Linked DNA regions of Podarcis muralis: region 2 is linked to region 1. A link is a contact called in public Hi-C data. All regions are on one chromosome and are shown on one strand. Each heading gives the region's core, a stretch centred on a gene start, on an enhancer-like site or on the middle of the called end of the contact. The rest is flanking DNA. Distances are from core to core; before and after follow the strand shown. Region 1 holds the start of MBIP (MAP3K12 binding inhibitory protein 1). Region 2 holds the start of BRMS1L (BRMS1 like transcriptional repressor).

Region 1 (4,780 bases), core at 1,087-3,586:
CCCAGAAGGACCCTGGTTCAATTCCTGGAAGCTCCAGATAGGTCCGAAACCCTGGGGAGCTGCTGTCAGTCAATGTAGACAATATTGAGCTAGAAAGACCAATGATCAGACTTAGTATAGGGTATCTTCCAGTGTTCCTATGATGACTGGATGGGCAATGTGTTAGGATGGCACATACATGTCCCTCTACTGGCTTCTACCAGCAGTAGAAAGAGGAAAGCCCTAACACAGTATTACTGGGAAGTTTTTGACGGGATGGATCCAAAGCTCTGTATATTCCCTGAGGGACTAATTCTCAGGCCCTTCAGCGGTGCCAGCCCAGACTTCACTGTGCATAAATAAAAATTACAGAAACCAGTCCCCCAGTTGTCTGCCAAAGCAGCAGGGCTTGGGATGCAACAATGGATCCACCACATTGCCTTTCCCTACACTTAAGACTGCTGTAAGATGAGTTAAAACCTAGGAATGTCAATGAGACTTACTTCTGAGCAGATATGTTTAGGATTAAACTACCGATGTTGAAAATTGTTTACAATCTTCATTGCAAATGAAAAAATATTTTTGTAATACCATCTTAAGAGAAGGGGAACTGATGATGATATATGGCCAAGGCTACAAAATAAATCCAAAACAGCAATGAAGACTTGAGCCCATATTTCCCAGATCTAAATCTAACCCTTTTTATCCATTGGAGAAAATGCCACTTTCAAAAAGCCAGACAACTAGTTTCCATCTAACTAATTTCCACCCACTTCATGTAGTTTAACAAAAGACATAACATGACACTGTTTATTGACTCTGACCAATTTCTATTTCCTCCTTAAAGTTCTTTGATCAAACCACTTCTTGAAACTATAGCTATTGAATCTTTTAATTATCTGTCTCTGTAATAGATCCTTTCCTCATTGTAAAGAATTCTTATGGCTCCTCTCTTCATCCTCTCCCACTTTCAACTCACTTTTTTTTAAAAAAAGTTTGGACACTAGAAGTGATACTACACTCCAGCAGCCATCTTACCATCAATGCAGATAGAAATAAACCATTTATCTACTCCTCAATCAATATGTGCTTCTGTTTAATTGAAATGCATGTAAATGCTCAAGGATGCAAGAGAAGATTTTGAGGACAGGCCTGTATTTGTTACATTTTACCTAGGTTAATAGCAGAGGTTTTTTAAGAGTCATTGTAACACAAGCCTTAAAGAGATTTCTATCCTTTAGAAAGGCAGACTGTAAAATGTGTGTATGTAGGCATTTATAAAGGTGGCAAAAAAGCAATTACAGAATGCTGAGTTTCACATGGGATTTTTGCTCCCCTTCCTTACAATATGTAAACCACAATTTGAACTCAGTTCTTCAGCTACTTACATTTGATCACTGAAGAACAAATGTGTGTCGGCCACCCATGTGCCAGTGTCACACAAGTCAAAATAATGAAGGTTATTATAAAAAAAAAGAGTGGAAGAAGAGGAAGAGCCATATACAAAATAGGTTCCCAAATTTGCAGATTTACATTACACACACGTGAGTGGTGGGGGGTTGGGGTTGGAAAGCGCAATGTACCAAATGCATCAAAGAAAAACGAGCCTGGAAAAGCTAAATGAAATATATGAAAGCAACACCCCACTAGGAAAAACGTGAGGATTAAAACGTCCCTTGTAATCCTATTGATTTCTGTGGGGCATGCATGTCAGCAACAACAATCACCGAGGGTGGCAAGAGGTTCCTGCGGAAATCAATAGCTGTTGCTTCCAAGTAGTAGCAAGCTTAGGTTTGGTAAGCTCGGTTCGATGCTCAGATACGCGAAGCGTGACGGAGAAAACGTGGGAAGGGAGCCCTGAAGCACTATGCTAGGCTTAATCATAAGCCTCTTTTCCTTGGAGAGACTCCTTAAAAACTATTTTAACACGATTGTCTCGTGCAGATACACGTCTTTCGGGAAACTTGTGCAGCGAGATCGGAGCTGGGTGTCGGGGCCGACCTTTTATTTTTCCCCTTTTAGATAAGCCCCCCCTTTTCGAGGACGTTTCCACGGCGGCAACAACTGCACCTCATCCCTCCTGCCTCCGACTCTGCCGCCAAGCGCGGCTGCTGCGCTGGCTCCCTCCCCGCAAAACTAACCTGCCCCACCAGCGCCGGCAGCGAGCGCAGGGCGCCTCTCAAGACCTCTCCGGCTGCCTCCTCGGAGGAGTCCCCTAGCGGGGCGGAGACCTCGGGCGGGATGGAGCCGGCCTCTCCCGCGACGGAGGCCATAACAGCCGCCCACAACAAACAGCCCGGGCGCGGCGGCGGCGGGGGCCATGCCTCTCCCTCCCTCCGCCCCTCGCGCCTCGTCGCACGGGGATGACGGAGGAAGGCTCGCCTCCGGAGCTGCTTCAGGGCCCCGCCCACTCACGTGACCGATGGGTAGAGAGGGAAGGACGCAGCTGCGGGGCTTCTGAGACGCGCCGCCTTTGCGGGTGCGGCTCCTGCCGGTCTCCGTGTAAACGCGGTCCTTCTCAAGGGGAGCGCCTTTGCTCCCCACCAGCTGCTGTTTGAGGGGCGGAGCAGCCGCTTTGATCGTTGCGCAATGTGGCTGCGTTGAGAAGCATCTGGAAAAGGAGATGTTTGAATTGTAGAGGTGGGTTATCTAGTAGTCCAACCTCATGCAATGCAGGAATCTTTCACCCAGGCTCGCCCTGGGATTTAGATTCTCGTGCGCTACCGACTGAGCTATCCGGTGAAGCGTTTGTGTGTGTGTGTGTGTGTGTGTGTGTGTGTAGGACAAGACCCTGCCCTGAGCAGCTTACAATCCAGGGATTCTCCTGGGGACAGCAGCTGAGTGAAAAGAAGAGCACGTGTGTTCAGTGCCTGTTACACGACAGTCTGCTTCAGCAAAGTCAGAGTAAGGGCTGAGTGCTAAGGTTCATGCCTTAAGCAGATGACTAAATGTAAGCCTTTCATAAAGAACTCAAGTTGAACACTATGCAAATATAATTTGCTGTTCCTTTTAAATTTTAAAGGCAAGTAGCATTCAGATTCCGTCCCACCTTGCAGAAACTACACAGGATCTGATGCTGAGCTTCCCTGCTTCTTCCAAAAATAAAGCTTCACGTGGAGAGCGGGGGGGGGGGGGAGAGAACTCTGCACCCACCTAGAGCAGCATGCCATATCTTAACACCACTGTTTCACTCCTTAACAACAGAAGAAAGGCCCTGCTGGTTGTTAGCTCTTGCACCGCTACTGCCATGAAGAGAGAAGTGCGTGCAAGGGTTTAGGTGCTCAGGATCCTCGGATGCCCTTTATACTGAGTTGGACCAGTTGACCATCTAGCTCAGTATTGCCTACACTGACCCGGCAGTAACTCCCCTGGTTTCCCAACAGGGAATCTTTCCCAGCCCTGCTTGGCAATGTCAGGGACTTAACCTGGGACATTCTGCATGCAAAAGATGCAAGAAGCCCTTCCACAGTGCTCTTCATTGACTTGGGGCGTTAACATGATGAAAAGTATTTATTTATATCCTGCCTTTCTCCCAGTGCAGGACCCAAGGTAGCTCACAGCAGAAATTAAAACAGAACTAATACGCACACGAAGGGACGTGGGTGGCGCTGTGGGTTAAACCACAGAGCCTAGGACTTGCCAATCAGAAGGTCAGCGGTTCGAATCCCCGCAATGGGGTGAGCTCCCATTGTTCGGTCCCTGCTCCTGCCAACCTAGCAGTTCAGAAGTATGTCAAAGTGCAAGTAGATAAATAGGTACCACTCTGGCGGGAAGGTAAACGGCGTTTCCGTGTGCAGCTTAGTCACATGACCCAGAAGCTGTACGTCAGCTCCCTCAGCCAATAAAGCAAGATGAGTGCCGCAACCCCAGAGTCGGCCACAACTGGACCTAATAGTCAGGGGTCCCTTTACCTTTACTTTAACACACACACACACACACACACACACACACACACGGAGAGAGAGAGAGAATAAATACAAATATTAAAAGACAGCAATAACGCTATTACTGTATAAACATTTAAAAACACATGCAAAGTTAGCACAACACCCACCCTCGGAAGTTGCTGCCAGTTTGTCCCAACAAAGAGGTCTTTGCCTGCTGGCAAAAGGAAAGCAGAAAGGAGTTGAGTTTGACAATCTGGGAGCAGCCACCAAGAAAGCCCTTGTGTGCTCACCAAGCATGCCTGTGAAGGTGTCAGGACCATGAGAAAGGCCTTCCCAGAAGAAGGCTGATGCAGGGAGGTACAGTCTTTAGCTTGAGCCCAAGCTGTACATGCATGGACTTCCCCTTCACGCATGTCTCTCTCTGGCAGGCTTATTGCCATGCAGAGGGAGAATTAAACCCCAAACACCACACAAAGCAGCCCTTTGAAATGTGTGGACAGAGACACCTGGATTTACATAGTGCCTAGCACACAGTTGGTTTTAAATAAAGGTTATATGTTGTATAACATTTTTTAAAATGTAAATAACAGCCTTGGGACTGGAGGGTAGGGTGAGGAGAGGATGTTTAACTTTTCCCATCCACAGTTTGCAGCTGTTTTTTCAAGGGAAGCCTCTCCTGGTGCCAGTGGGAACTTCTTTGGAAATGCATGTATGGTAGTAGCTTTGGAGAAGTGATTAAAATTGGGATCCTAGCAGGAAGTGAACACATTAAACTCCTCCTCTCACTTCAAGCTTCAACTCCAGTGCCATTTACATTATATAAAAAAACATGCCATTAAGCACTACATCCATGAAGTGTTTTGAACTTTCAGAAAAGGTTATATAAATAATGGGCATTTTTATCCTGCATCATG
Region 2 (4,780 bases), core at 838-3,337, 260 kb before region 1:
AGTGAAAAATGTTCAAGCAAGCATATCACACAATAAGTATTTCATTGTACATAAAGGCAGCTTTAAAGATTGAGACAAAAGACTATAATTAATATCTTACAGTTAAGTATGAAATTGTTTATTAACAAAAATATGTCACTAAAATTGGCTTTCTGGAGCATTTGAAGAGTCTCATTATTTGAAGAGTTTTCATTATTTTGATTAATTTGGAATCATTTACAACTTTGGCAATCTTATCACTCACCCTTGATTCACTATCATATATAAATTAAATGGTACAGTTCAAGTGCAGACCCTACTGCCCGTTTTTGTGAAAAATATATTGTCTTGACCCTTGCTTCCTTTTGTTTAGACAGTTTTCAATCCACAGGAGGACTCACCTTTTGCCTCTACTGTTTCAAGATGCCATTACACACTTAATGATTCTAACTTTCATTTTACTTGCCACTATTTTGGGGATAGCTATAAAATAGGCTGGCCTGTCATGTGCTTGCTATTGCTCTCTGAGCTTCTGTGAACACATTAGCAGGGCGGGGACATGGTGGGGTTCCTTACTGTTCTACGACATCTGAGCCCAGAAATTCCTGGATGAGAAGGCACCACACAGTTGCTGCAGAACAAAATTGGGCAGATAAATCCTTAAATGGTTGACTAGTGAAGGTTGGCTGAATCATGAATTGCTTTTCAGACATCGGCTCCTTCCCAAACACTGCTTACACTCATTGCTATCACTCATTTGGCACAAAACGTCTTGTGGCAGGAGGTCCTCTTCCATTTGGACTCCATGGGAACTATGCTGGTCTCTGAAGCTAAGAACTGTTTCCAAACAAGGCTCTCTAGTGCGACCAAAAGGGTTCTTCAAACAACAGACAACAAAATGGCAAATGAGATTAGGGTCACATTCATACCATACATTTAAAGAACGTTTTAAGAACATTGCTTCCCCCAGAGCATCTTGGGAACTGATAAGGGTTCTGAGAATTCTAGCTGTGATGGGTAAAGCTCAGTTCACAAGATACTTTGGGGGAAGCTATGTCTGTTAAACAGTGCTTTTCTTCTAGAAAAATGGTGCCTGTACTCACCATGAATTTGTTACAGGAAGTGTCACACTTTAAACCAGTGCTTTTCGCCTTTAAAAAAAGTGCTGGTACTGCATACCCTTGAGTACCCCCAGAAAAAAAAACTGCTGTGAAAAGTGCTATAAAGGTGCTTTAAATGTATGTTGTGAATGTGACCTCAGTGCAAGTAAATTTTGGCATGATAGCCTAACTTCACATATAGCAATTGAACAGATGAAAATAGACTTGCAAATGTAGCGGACTGCTCAGCTGAAGCATCAAAGATTATGCAACAACAATGAAGGCAAACTCCATGTTTATTTCACAATTCGTCTTCAGAGTGGATTGAAAATCAAGCACCCCATCTTGCAATGCCTTTATAAAAAAATTCAGTATAGTAGTTCTCCCCAGCTCATTTTATCCTTGGAAGCAAAGTAGTTTAGACTGAGTTATAGGGTAGCGAAGTGGGGATTTGAAGCCATGTAACTCCGATCCCTAAACCAGGCTGGCTCTCGCTCTAAATGGGACCCTTAGTCCGATCCAGCAAAAGAACCTTTCTTACATTCTAAAAGAGTGCCATCCTGCGCAACAGCGGCGAGGACGCGGAGGCCCTCCAGATGTTGTTGGGACTCCAACTCCCATCAGCCCCAGCAAGCATGGCCAATGTCCAAGGATAGTGGGAGCTGTAGTCCGGGCAGCATCTGGGCGCCCACAAATTCCCCGTGCCTTTTGCTGCTGCCGCTGCCGCCGTGTACGGCTTTACGGGTCTGACTCCTCAATAAACCCTTTCCTAAATCTTTCCACCATCTTCATCACCGGCTCTCAGAATTTCGAGGTTTTGTTGCGGCTATTTTGGCAGGCCGCCCGCAACCCTGGGAAACATTTCCACTTCGGCGCGCCTTTCGCCGCCCACTGAGGGGCGGGCAGGCGGTTAGGTGGAGTGAAGCCTTCCTTCCGAGAGACTACATGTCCCGAGATCCTCCGCGTCGCAGCGAAGCTCCGCCACGCGCCGCTCCGGCTCCGCCGCCCGCCCCGCCGCCCACCCGCGCGCCACGCCCGTCGGCGGGTCGTCGGCCAATGAGCGGCGGAGCGGAGCGTGAGGCTGTGCGGGGCTAAGGTGGATGGCGGGGTTTCTCTGAGGCGGAGCTTCGGCGCGTTGGGGAGGCAGGCGGGCGGGCGGGCGGCCAGGGAGGGCTGTTGTCCCCCGGTCCCTAGGAGCCAGCGACGCCGAGCGCCTGCGGGCTGGGCTGGGCGGCGCGATGCCGGTCCACTCGCGGGAGAAGAAGGAGAACAACCACGACGAGATGGAGGTGGACTACGGGGAGAACGAGGGCAGCAGCTCCGAGGAGGAGGAGTCCGAGAGCTCGTCGGTGTCCGAGGAGGGTGACAGCTCAGGTGAAGCCGGCGAGGCAGCGGGGCGCCCTCTCTCCTGCCCACTCGGGCTGGGCCGGGGGGTGGGAAAAGGAGGACTCAGACCCGCCCCCTTCCCCCGTCCGCTCCGCCCCCTTCCCCCGCCCGGTGCTTCCCCCTTGGCTGTGGGGCGGAGGGCAGGGCAGCTCGCCCTAGGCGTCGCCCGGGGTAACAATAGGCAGGCAAGATGCTTGCTTTCGTCCAGGGCTGCAAAACCCCGTGCATGCTGGCCGGGGAGTAGGGCCCGTGGAACTCAGTGGAGATCCTTTCCGAGCAGAGCTGCGTAGCATCCCTCTTGCTTGCCCGCGCCTTCCGGAGGCAACCCCCCCCCAAAAAAAAACAAAACAGGGCTCCTGCACGCTACTGACGTTCAGCAGGGATGCCTGACCCCCCCTTTCTGTAAACCAATAAAGTTGCAGGAGCCACCTGTCCTCTCTTGCATTTGGCAAGCCACTACACACCCACATCCACCCACACATACTTGTCCTCCCCCCTTTCATGTTGCAACCCTGATAAAAAAAAAAAGATGCAGGCGTGGATGGATGAGTGAGGAGATGGCTCCAGAGTAGATTAAGATACATTAGCTTCCAAGAAGGAGGCTATTTATTGAAAGATAGATAGATAGATAGATAGAGGAGACGGATAAGACTGATCTGAGAAGGGGAAGGGGAGAGGCATATGAGGCTAGGCAGAGGCAAGGAAATGACAGGACAAACATATATGGTCAGAATTGATTCAGAGTAATGGAAGGGAAAAACAGAAGGGAGTGTCTGGGCTCAGGTGTGTGGGCAGACTGATGAAGAAAGTAGAGAAAAATCTTAATGCTACAGAAATGCAACGCACAAAACTTGCACATGTTCCCCAACAACAGAAAAGATGTATGCATCTCCAAATAAGGCCAGCTCTTAACAAATAACGACTGAATGTTAGTGCTGGATATTGAACTACTCATCTGCAGAACCACTAACTTACGCAGTTTCAGTTTGGTGCATTCAGGCATCCTCTCCATTTATACAGTTTGATTCTATTTCTGCCTACTCAGAATTGGCTCCTTTTTAGTTTAAGGTCTTACTGCCAGGTCAGGGAAATCAAGATCATATTTTTACTGCTTCCTGTGTTAACAACAGGCAAGCATACAGAGAAGAGCCAAACTCAAGCCAGACCTAGCACAGATCTGCTGTACCTAATCTTTAAAGGGAAATGGCATGTATGTATATTCTCCCAGGCAGGTTTCCTACATTGTGCGTGTAGGACAGATTGGAGGAGAGGGGGAAACTGAAGTGAGAGCATCTCAACCTGTAGCTACAATTACTTGCACACTAAAATCTGGGAATATGGATTGTCTACACATGCACACACACAGTTCGGCATACAATGAGTTTCAGTGAAGAGGTACAGCTGGAGCTCTCCAACATCTGTAGAGTCATAGAGAACACAAGGGAATTCTATGAATAACTAAGGTCCCTGAGAAGGAAGCACAAAGTAGTTTGATCTGACTGGCTAGATTGAGATTGAATTTGGGGGGGGGGGGACTTGGAGGGAATGGGAGAAGATAAAATACTTTACATTTTTGCAAACAGTATTTGGAGAGAAGCATGGGAAGGGAATGCTACAAAAGAAGGCATAGAAAGTGAGAATGAAACTCTCTACAGTGCAGATACAGTTGCTATACCAGGAATCTGAGTGCAAGACAGAGTTGCAATTATTTTAGCATGGCTCACAAAATTATGCCCCTCACAAGTCTTGGAGGAGAGATTTGCAAAGTCTCTCAAAAGCACTTGTTTCTCCTTTTCATTCTTGGCATAGCTGTTATAGTGCCATAAAAATCTCTTAAAAAGATAAAGGTACCCCTGCCCGTATGGGCCAGTCGTGTCCGACTCTGGGGTTGCGTGCTCATCTCGCTTAAGAGGCCGGGAGCCAGCGCTGTCCGAAGACACTTCCGGGTCACGTGGCCAGCGTGACGAAGCTGCTCTGGCGAGCCAGCACCAGCGCAGCGCAAGGAAACGCCGTTACCTTCCCGCTATAAAGCAGTACCTATTTATCTACTTGCACTTGGGGGTACTTTCGAACTGCCAGGTGGGCAGGAGCTGGGACTGAACGACGGGAGCTCACCCCGCTGTGGGGATTCGAACCGCCGACCATGCAAGTCCTAGGCACTGAGGTTTTACCCACAGCGCCACCCGCGTCCCCCAAAAATCTCTTACCTACCCTCATTTCTTTTCTTCACTGAACTATACTAGTAGTGCATTTCCTCCATTTTATGTGCACATCCTCCTTCACTTATCCCAACATTACAAAAACAACAGAGGAAG

Evidence for each region. Hi-C and Micro-C count contacts between places; a contact is called where the count stands out from the background.
Region 2: a contact with region 1 is called in a Hi-C map of tail, with 3 times the contacts expected there. The contact joins the promoter of BRMS1L here to the promoter of MBIP in region 1. A contact is called at or near these places in 2 of 3 Hi-C or Micro-C datasets (blood and tail).

What each region holds. Positions count from the first base shown.
Region 1 is chr1:33,449,078-33,453,857 of rPodMur119.hap1.1, reverse strand. It overlaps MBIP (MAP3K12 binding inhibitory protein 1), which reads right to left and starts at 2,336. Exons shown (of 8, transcript XM_028720498.2): 1 at 2,121-2,336. The coding sequence starts at 2,252.
Region 2 is chr1:33,709,334-33,714,113 of rPodMur119.hap1.1, reverse strand. It overlaps BRMS1L (BRMS1 like transcriptional repressor), which reads left to right and starts at 2,087. Exons shown (of 10, transcript XM_028720517.2): 1 at 2,087-2,453. The coding sequence starts at 2,318.